Linked DNA regions of Rattus norvegicus: region 1 is linked to region 2. The links are chromatin contacts, called in public Hi-C maps. All regions are on one chromosome and are shown on one strand. Each heading gives the region's core, a stretch centred on a gene start, on an enhancer-like site or on the middle of the called end of the contact. The rest is flanking DNA. Distances are from core to core; before and after follow the strand shown. Region 1 holds the start of Pck1 (phosphoenolpyruvate carboxykinase 1). Region 2 overlaps Ctcfl1 (CCCTC-binding factor like 1).

Region 1 (4,841 bases), core at 932-3,431, 52 kb after region 2:
GGTGAGAAACCATGTGGGAAACTCCCACTCGGTGGGAATCCCTGGCCCTCTGCTTGCCCTGTACGAGCGCTGAACATCACACAAGGTGGGCTGGGAGCTCTTTGGGGAGTCCTAAGAGGGCAGCTGGCAATGGACACCTAGCAGTCCCTTTGAGACTTATTTCAGATGGAGCTGTAGAAAGATGCCATGGCTCACAGTGCCTCCCTGGGAAGGGGGCAGAGGGCTGCCCAGTGAGGCCTCTTGCGAGCAGGAAATCACCAGAGACAAGGAAAGACCAGACCCCAGGATGACCTCAGTTAGGCCTTGCCCGACTGTCCTCAGAGTCCCATTCTCTGTGTCCTGGTTCTTTTAGAAGATCATGGACCTCCAGGTCATTTCGTAACCGGAATCTGCCTTGCGGGGGGTTTTGACAAGCTATGGTATAGTGTATGTGGGGGTACTGACGAATTGGAAGATCATGGAGACCCCTTCTCCTCCTCCATCATTGGTCTGCCACATCCCTCCCAGGAGACTCACAGCAGAGAGACCTTGGATGTATGTAGGGTGCTTTAAAACTCCAGCTGAGTTACAGTCTCTCCTTTCTGTTTTCACCTTAACCTTCCAGGGATGCAAACCCACGACAGGTTTAGCAGCAGAGTGGAGGCTGGCCATGAATCTCAGAGAAAGTGCTCACTGGAAAGGCTGGTTTAGCCCAGGCCTGATGTGGAGGCACTGAGCTGGACGTTCTAGCGGGGTTGACACCCAACAGTTTACATAGGGGGAGGCCACCCCTCCTGAGCAGTCTCGGTGACTTGAAGAGGAAGCCGCTTCTTCTGTACCAACACAGAAGCTCCAGCGAACCCCCAGAATGCTGGCAGTGTGGGTGCTATGTAAAAGTATTTACATAGCTTTGTAGAGTGAGCCAAGCCCAGTCTGTTTGGGATGACTCTTCACAGTGCCTCGAATCTGTCACACGTCTTAGTAAGCAGAGTCACAGAGTTTCTGTCACATCATCCTCCTGCCTACAGGGAAGTAGGCCATGTCCCTGCCCCCTACTCTGAGCCCAGCTGTGGGAGCCAGCCCTGCCCAATGGGCTCTCTCTGATTGACTTCTCACTCACTTCTAAACTCCAGTGAGCAACTTCTCTCGGCTCGTTCAATTGGCGTGAAGGTCTGTGTCTTGCAGAGAAGGTTCTTCACAACTGGGATAAAGGTCTCGCTGCTCAAGTGTAGCCCAGTAGAACTGCCAAGCCCCTTCCCCTCCTCTCCCTAGACTCTTGGATGCAAGAAGAATCCAGGCAGCTCCAAGGGTGATTGTGTCCAACCTAGAATGTCTTGAAAAAGACATTAAGGGGACTAGAGAAGACAGGGGATCCAACGGTTCTCTGCAGCCCAGCCTGACTGACATGTAACTCTTCTGGTTCTCACCAGCCAGCTGGACCTGCTTAGTATTCTTTCTGCCTCAGTTTCCCAGCCTGTACCCAGGGCTGTCATAGTTCCATTTCAGGCAGTAGTAATGAATGAGCTGACATAAAACATTTAGAGCAGGGGTCAGTATGTATATAGAGTGATTATTCTATATCAGGCATTGCCTCCTCGGAATGAAGCTTACAATCACCCCTCCCTCTGCAGTTCATCTTGGGGTGGCCAGAGGATCCAGCAGACACCTAGTGGGGTAACACACCCCAGCCAACTCGGCTGTTGCAGACTTTGTCTAGAAGTTTCACGTCTCAGAGCTGAATTCCCTTCTCATGACCTTTGGCCGTGGGAGTGACACCTCACAGCTGTGGTGTTTTGACAACCAGCAGCCACTGGCACACAAAATGTGCAGCCAGCAGCATATGAAGTCCAAGAGGCGTCCCGGCCAGCCCTGTCCTTGACCCCCACCTGACAATTAAGGCAAGAGCCTATAGTTTGCATCAGCAACAGTCACGGTCAAAGTTTAGTCAATCAAACGTTGTGTAAGGACTCAACTATGGCTGACACGGGGGCCTGAGGCCTCCCAACATTCATTAACAACAGCAAGTTCAATCATTATCTCCCCAAAGTTTATTGTGTTAGGTCAGTTCCAAACCGTGCTGACCATGGCTATGATCCAAAGGCCGGCCCCTTACGTCAGAGGCGAGCCTCCAGGTCCAGCTGAGGGGCAGGGCTGTCCTCCCTTCTGTATACTATTTAAAGCGAGGAGGGCTAGCTACCAAGCACGGTTGGCCTTCCCTCTGGGAACACACCCTTGGCCAACAGGGGAAATCCGGCGAGACGCTCTGAGATCTCTGATCCAGACCTTCCAAAAGGAGGAAGAAAGGTAGGCAGGGCCATTCCACTCTCCTCTCCAAAAGTACCACTGAGGGGTCCACTCACAGTCTTTGCCCTGACAACCAAGGCCCTCTAGCCATGTGCAACTCATGCAAAGTCTACAGAAGGAACGGGAAGGGCCCATGGGTGCCGGTGTTCAAGAGCCTCTCTTTTTGTTTCAGGTGGCACCAGAGTCCCTGCCTCTCTCCACACCATTGCAAGAATGCCTCCTCAGCTGCATAATGGTCTGGACTTCTCTGCCAAGGTCATCCAGGGCAGCCTCGACAGCCTGCCCCAGGAAGTGAGGAAGTTTGTGGAAGGCAATGCCCAGCTGTGCCAGCCAGAGTATATTCACATCTGCGACGGCTCCGAGGAGGAGTACGGGCGGCTGCTGGCCCACATGCAGGAGGAGGGTGTCATCCGCAAGCTGAAGAAATATGACAACTGGTGAGTCCCTTCAGCCCAAAGTCTCTGGCCTACAGGCTCCTCAGCTCTACCTTCTCGGAGTCTGGAGAATAAAGACCCTTGCAGTAGCAAACGCCTGAGAAGCTTAGGAGATCAGTCAGAATCCAGACACCCTGTGAGGTTAGCATAGCCAGCTTCTAGATTCCAGATAGCCATGCAAGGCGGCCCCTTTCCCTAGGGCCAGCTCATGGCTTAGCAAATGTCTACCTGGTCAAGTTCCCGTTGGCTTGGCTTCCATACCTAAGTAACACGGTCAACGTCCTTGTGTCTGCAAGGCCGGGAAGAGCCTGAGGTAGGCAAGAGAGGTACATCCCCAAGGGTACCTTGCTGAAGGCATCCCTGTGACTTTTTCAGTTGGCTGGCTCTCACTGACCCCAGGGATGTGGCCAGGATCGAAAGCAAGACGGTCATCATTACCCAAGAGCAGAGAGACACCGTGCCCATCCCCAAAAGTGGGCAGAGCCAGCTGGGCCGCTGGATGTCAGAAGAGGACTTCGAGAAAGCATTCAACGCCAGGTTCCCGGGGTGCATGAAAGGTGGGTGAGGCCAGACCCCAGGCCTGACAGTGTGCTGTGTGCACAGTTCACGCTCCCGGTGGTGGCTTGAGCTGCAAAGGGTGGCCCGCGTGCGAAGCTCGCCGTCTGGTTCTGTCTCACGGAATATCAAATTGTTCTCTGAGAGTACGGGTGGCTCCGACCTGTCATCTCAGACATGGAAGCTGAGGCAGGGGCATTCAAAGTTTAAGGCCAGCCTGAGCACTTTACAGCTTGGTCTCAAAAGAAACAGTCTCCACGGTGGGGTGTTTGCCTAGAATTTCCAAGGCCCTGGCTCCAATCCTTAATGTCAAATAGATAAAGCAGAAAACACACACACACAAAATGCTTCCCATTCATGTGGACGTAAAGCAGCTAAATTCAGCCAAACAGGGGGGCTGTGAAAAGTTTAATTTCAGCATTTTGCTGTTTCTACTGGTCTCTGAAACCAGAGGCTGGTGGCCAGTAGGGCATGGTGTGGAAGACGTAGCTGGAAGATGAGTCAAGGAAGCTCAGAGGGCCTCCTTGGCTTCTTACCTATTTCTACCCATCCACCTCTGCAGGCCGCACCATGTATGTCATCCCATTCAGCATGGGGCCGCTGGGCTCACCTCTGGCCAAGATTGGTATTGAGCTGACAGACTCGCCCTATGTGGTGGCCAGCATGCGGATCATGACACGGATGGGGACCTCTGTGCTGGAGGCCCTGGGCGATGGGGAGTTTATCAAGTGCCTCCACTCCGTGGGGTGCCCTCTCCCCTTAAAAAGTAAGTACCTCCTTTCCAGATCAAAAGGGAAGAGTTCGGGGAAGGGCTTAGTGGGTAGGATGCTCACCCAGGGTGCAAGAGGCCCCGAGTTTGATGCCGGACACCAAATCAACTGATCATGCTGGGACAGGCCTATCACCCCGGCACTCAGGAGTCAGAAGGATCAGTTCCAGGTCCCTCTCAGCTCCGTAGCTGGTTCGAGGCCAGCCTGGAGACTTGGGCAGGGATGTGTGTATCGCAAGCTCACGACTGCTTTGCTTGTTTTCAGAGCCTTTGGTCAACAACTGGGCCTGCAACCCCGAGCTGACCCTGATTGCTCACCTCCCGGACCGCAGAGAGATCATCTCCTTCGGAAGCGGATACGGTGGGAACTCACTGCTTGGGAAGAAATGCTTTGCGCTGCGGATCGCCAGCAGGCTGGCTAAGGAGGAAGGGTGGCTGGCGGAGCACATGCTGGTACGTGGTCGTCGGGGAATCCTGGGCGGGAAATTCGGAGGGCCTGGGGTGGCAAAGGTGGGCCATGTCGAGATTCCCCAACCTCTGAGGACTTAAGGGCAGATTGGAGTCAACGCCGAGGTGACTCTAAGTACCCCCAGCGTTCGTCTCTTGGGAAGGGGCTCAGACACACTAGAGCAACACTGACAGTGGGAATTTTATTCCTCTGCACCCCATCAGTTTACCCCGATGCAGGAGGGACGGATCATGGGGATCTGCCTTTGGGGAGATGCTAGGCGCTTTCCAAGACCTTTGCTGGAGGAGGGGGGGTCACAGGTCTTCGTTTCTTAGACAACAGCAGTGACCTC
Region 2 (5,130 bases), core at 1,749-4,248:
AACTCTAGTCTTCTTTTGAGAGGTGAAGTTTTATCGGTGGCCACGTGTGCCCCCTGAACTTCCCACTGTGCCATCCAGTTGTCAAGAAAATGTCCCCCCAAACCCTGAGTGGTTATCACCGCATACAGAGTCTGTCTGCAGAACACTCCTTCAAATGAAAACGGCAACCACGAAAAAGTGGCTGAACCTGGGAATTCAAACTCTCCTACTCCCTGGGCTGCAGAGGGCAGGGGAGGCACCGTTGACAGCCTCATCCTCCTCCCACAGGACATTAAAGGCTGTTGGGTCAAGATTTACCAAGGTTTACCACCTTGACTGCAACGCTGAGGACATTCGAAGTTATTTATCACTGTGCGTGTATGGCGTGCGGGGGGGGGGGGAAGTGCGTGTGTGGACAGCTATCTCTGTAGAGCTGGCTCTCTCTCCCTTTCCACCTTCACAAGGGTTTGGGGGACGGAACACAAGACATCAAGCTTGCTGGCGTATCTCACTTGCTGAGCCTTCTCGAGGCCCTTCAGACATTCCTGAGTGACATCCCCTTTGATTTGGCTTCCGGGCAATGAAGATCCCATCCATACCCAGTCTGATCTTGTAGGGTGTCACCATCAGAGTTAGGGCAAAGCTGTACCACCGCCCTGACAACTGATGCTCATTGGGGAGGAAGTGGACCACTCTGGCACCTCTTTGATGCCGGCCTGGCTTGTGTGGGGCCCTCTGTGCAGTTCCAGCTGATGGCCGGTGGTGTGTGTGTGTGTGTGTGTGTGTGTGTGTGTGTGTGTGTGTGTGTGTGTAAGCTCACAGAGCTCTGAGGATACACTGGATCCTCTGAAGCTGGAGTTATGGATGGCTGACTGACACCCAACATGGGTGCTGACATCCAAAATGCTGCCCTCATGGTGGACTAGCAATCATTCTTAACTCCCGAGCCAGCTCGCCAGCCTTTACCTACCTTCCTTCCTTCCTTCCTTCCTTCCTTCCTTCCTTCCTTTTTAAAAATCCACACTACTTATATTTTACTTTAATACGTATGAGCATTTTGCTCGCTTGCACGTACGTGCACCGCGCGTGTACCTGGTACCCAAGGAAGTCAGATGAGAATATCAGGTACCCTAGAACTGGGGTGACCTCGAGTTATGGGGAGTTGTAAACCACCGTGTGGGTTCCGGGAGTCAAACTCGGGTCCTTTGCAAGAGCGACAGCTGCTCTTAAGAGCCGAGCATCTCTGCAGTCCCCCCAGCCTCTTTCTTACCGATGGCTGCTTCCTAGATCCCCTATCCACTCACACGCCTGCCTCCCACAGCTCACCCGCCCGTGTGAGCAGTCACGGTGACGCAGTACCTGCTTGCACGCGTAATCGCACTGTTTGCACTTGAACTTCTTCTCATTCTTGTGGGTCCTCTGGTGCTGAAGGAGGGCATAGCGTTCGTGGAAGGCGGCAGGGCAGTATCTGCACTTGATCTCCTCCGGGCTGTGGCCGTGCAGGTTGCGCAGATGGACACCTGTAAGAGGCGCAGGAGACACCGTGCTGGGCTGTGGCAGCGTGGGTATTCAGGGACTTACTTCTCTGGTGTGGCGGGAAGTTCTGGGCAGACTGTCTTCAGCACCTCAGACCCCACCACCCTAGCTCGCATCCCTCAGAGATGGCAGACCGCCTCCATGTCCAGGTGAATGTCCCCTAATGGCATGAATGCCCCCCCCCCCCCCCCCCGTGAGCACCACTGCTGGGAAGGAGCTAAGGAGAGGGCTTGGGCCCGAGATCTGTTCAACAGGGAGGTCAAAGCTACAGAAGGTTGGTCATGACTGATGAGAACCTTAGCACAGTGAAGGGGGCTCGGAGCATGGCTGAGGGGTTTTCTGTAACGGAACCGTGACTGTTGTCCTGCTGAGAGACTAAGCACCCTCGTCCCATGATCTGAGTAATACTGGGCACACCGTCTAGGAGGCTCTTTATGAGGCTAACACTCAGGCCTGGCGTGCGTGTGGCCCTATGTGGGGCTGATCAAAGGACTCTGGGATGCTGGTGGAGCAGCCTGTACCTCCTGGCTCAGAAGTGGCCGACCACCTTAGTCTTACAAAGAGTCAGGGTCTCCACAGCACCCCTGCAGGGGCTGCAGAGGCTGCCTCTGGCCTGGGACAAACAGGCAACTGGCTGACAGACCCCAGGGGACACTGCTTCGTGGTACCTCAGGAGCCACAGAGCCACTGATGGAATATTCCAGATGCTAGGAACAGGTCAGATACCTATTCTAAGATTGGTCAGATACCTTTACCCTTGCGGGAGTAATTGCAAAAGCTCTGGAATTTTCCAAGTGGACTGTTTGGACTTTTACTTTTGCTGACACTTTTACAGTCTCTCGCAACATAATTTTAGAGAGAGAGAGAGAGAGAGAGAGGAGAGCAGGGGAGGAGGAGAGGGAGACAGAGAGAGCAAGAGACATGGGGGGGGGAGAGAGATACAGATAGACAGACAGACAGATAGACAGACGCCACAGAGACCTTGCCAACTCTCTGCCCTTGACAGCTCCTTGCCCTAAATAAATTCTGCCCTCCCTCCATAGCTCCCTGCCCTCCCCTCCCTGTCCCCACTAGCTTCCTCCTGCAAGTCCCAACAAGGGTATCTTGTGTCACAAGGACTTGCCACAGGAGAAGGTAGACTTTGTGTCACAGGCTGTCTCTTACCGAAGTGAGTTTCTCAGGGAGAACCCTGTCTCAGTTTCTCCTCTATATCCCCAGCTCCCAGCAGTGTGTACAAGGGGCAGACTGAGGAGGGGACGGGGCAGAGCTGAACTTCTAACGCGGTTGCACTCTAACACTCAGATCATTAGGACCGCTACCCCTAGCAGGAAAAGCCTCCGTGTCTTTCAGTCTCTGTGTCTTTATCTGTAAGAGCGGGGGATAAAACACCACCCGTGGATTTGATCAGACCTTCTGTGGTCGGCCCATACCAGGACTAGGCTGGCCAGCTTCTGACCTGCACTTACTAAGATCAGCCACCAGAGGGCGGTATAGGACCTCTGTAAGAACATTGCTAGAGAAGTTTCCTAGGCCCAGTGAGGGAGGGCAGCAGGCACTGGAGGTTTTCAGACTGAGGGGACACGGTTAAAGTAGATACTCACGCAGGTCACTCTTCCTCGCAATGATGGTGGCACAGTGGGGACACTCGTGTTTGGGCACATTCTCGCCATGCTTCTGCGCTATGTGGATTTTCATGGTCCCACTCTGGGTGAACCGGGCATGGCAGGTGGGGCATTCGTACGGCTTCTCACCTGTGACACAGAACAGCAAGTGACTCTCTGGAGAACCGATTCCCCAGGAGCCCTGGCCAGTCCCAAGGGATGCGTACGCTGGGGCCCAAGGGATGCGTACGCTGGGGCCTCTTTCCCAGGCAACACCTTCCTGTAGGTTTAGCCTCAGTGACATAGGAACAGGAAGGCCAGCCAAGATGGCAGAGTCACAGGGCCCCAGACATGGGGTTCCCTGACACTGGCGGCCCCTCGCCAGCTCTGAGTGGGTGCACGAGGTTGTATGTGGGGACGAGAATGTTCACGCCTGGTCTTCAGATAATAAACCAACCGAGTGGGTGCCTGGCTCTCACCTGAGTGTGTCCGCATGTGGCGTTTCAGTTTGTAGGTGTCCTTGCTGGCATAAGCACACTGGCTGCACTGGAAGGGACGCTCGCCCGTGTGTGAGCGGATATGACGCTTCAGCTTGCTTGCCTAGGGCATGCGGAAGAGGGTCATCGTGACGGGAACCCGTGGGTGGGCAGGCCTTCAGCTAACCGGCTTCATAGGAGAGATGAGAAGCTCGAGGAGCAGCTCATGCCTGCAACCATGGCACTCAGGAAGCTGAGGCAGGAGGATTGCTATGGCCCAAGCCCCACTTAAGGCTACATCAGGAGACCTTGTCTCAGAACCTGTCCCCTCAAAATATGCAGAAAGGAGACCTAGGTGTGGAGAGTACACGCCTGCAATTCCAATGTCAGGGAAGCTAAGGCAGGAGGATTGCTACAAGTTTGAGGACACCTTGGGTTATATGCTGATCCCAGGGCTAACCTGGACCTCAGAGATTCCCCCATCTCAAAGGAGCAAAGAAGCAAAAGAAAAAATGTAAGCTAATCACACCTCAGTATCAGGGTGTCCCATAAAACAGAACTGCCCAGTCTTCTGGTGATTAGCTCTGTCACTGGCCGTGTGCACAGGTCGGGGTTAATGAGCAACGGCTGAAAGACCTCCACGCTAGATATCACTTTTACAAACGGAAGCAGAGCTCTCTGCTCTGTCAGCACTGCGTGTGGTTCTATCTTTATTCCCAAGGCCTGGTCTGCTCACGGCAGTAAAGTTTAAACCACCTGTAAACACACAAGCCGGAAAAGCCTTCCCAAGTGGAAACCTGAACCATTAACTAAATGGAGAATGACCTGTGAAGTGCCTAGAGACCAGCCCCTCGCCAGGGAGCGTGGCTCTGTGGGCTACCAGCTTCTTTTAACATGCTTCTGAGACAGAAACTCACTTCGTGGTTCTGGCCGACCTCAGAAGTGCGTCCAGCAACCCTGCTGAATTTGAGGCCAGCCTGGTCTACCTAGTGAACTCCAGGCCAGCCAAGGCTACAGTGCGAGTGCCGGACCGGCCAGGGCCACATTGTGAGATGCTGCCGCCTCAAACACAAAAGTGACAGAGGGGGAAGCTTTAAGTGAAAGAGGATGAACCGTTAAGCTTTGGAGGCCATTAAGGAGGAATCGGCACAAACCTCCCCATTCATCACGGCAGCAGGCCTCACCATCTTCTAGGACATTCTGATGCCACACTCCCACTGCAGACCCTTTTGGTGTTCCCGGGCAGCAAGGCCATCAGCCACACTGGGCTGGAGGCTCGGGAAGCAACATGAACCCTGCTTACACTCAGAGAGAGTCTATGGACCTGCCTCTCTGGAATCCAGGAGGCACACCCAGGCCAGAAGACTGCCCAGGAACAGAAGAAGGTTTCCAGAGAAACACGAGATTCGAGAGGAACAACTCAGTTTGGATTTTTTTTTTTTTTAAGGAGGAATATGGAAGCCAGGCTGTTGAGGTGCTTGTCTTTAATCCCAGCTCTCGGGGCAGGTGAATCTCTGTGAATTCGAGGACAGCCTGGT

What was found. Hi-C and Micro-C count contacts between places; a contact is called where the count stands out from the background.
Region 1: a Hi-C map of liver shows a contact between it and region 2, with 2.6 times the contacts expected there. The contact joins the promoter of Pck1 here to the enhancer-like site in region 2. A contact is called at or near these places in 2 of 12 Hi-C or Micro-C datasets (hepatocytes and liver).

What each region holds. Positions count from the first base shown.
Region 1 is chr3:182,346,391-182,351,231 of GRCr8, forward strand. Pck1 (phosphoenolpyruvate carboxykinase 1) reads left to right here and starts at 2,182. Exons shown (of 10, transcript NM_198780.3): 1 at 2,182-2,283; 2 at 2,456-2,720; 3 at 3,093-3,274; 4 at 3,835-4,038; 5 at 4,307-4,494. The coding sequence starts at 2,497.
Region 2 is chr3:182,293,698-182,298,827 of GRCr8, forward strand. It overlaps Ctcfl1 (CCCTC-binding factor like 1), which reads right to left. Exons shown (of 11, transcript NM_001322486.1): 6 at 3,596-3,716; 7 at 3,117-3,266; 8 at 1,339-1,499. Among named protein-coding and RNA genes, the nearest start is that of Ctcfl1, 13 kb to the right of the region's middle. Within about 2 kb of position 2,999, at least 1 of the 93 cell types and tissues checked has an H3K27ac peak or open chromatin away from gene starts, as enhancers often do. A contact at or near this core is called in liver, where this site is marked.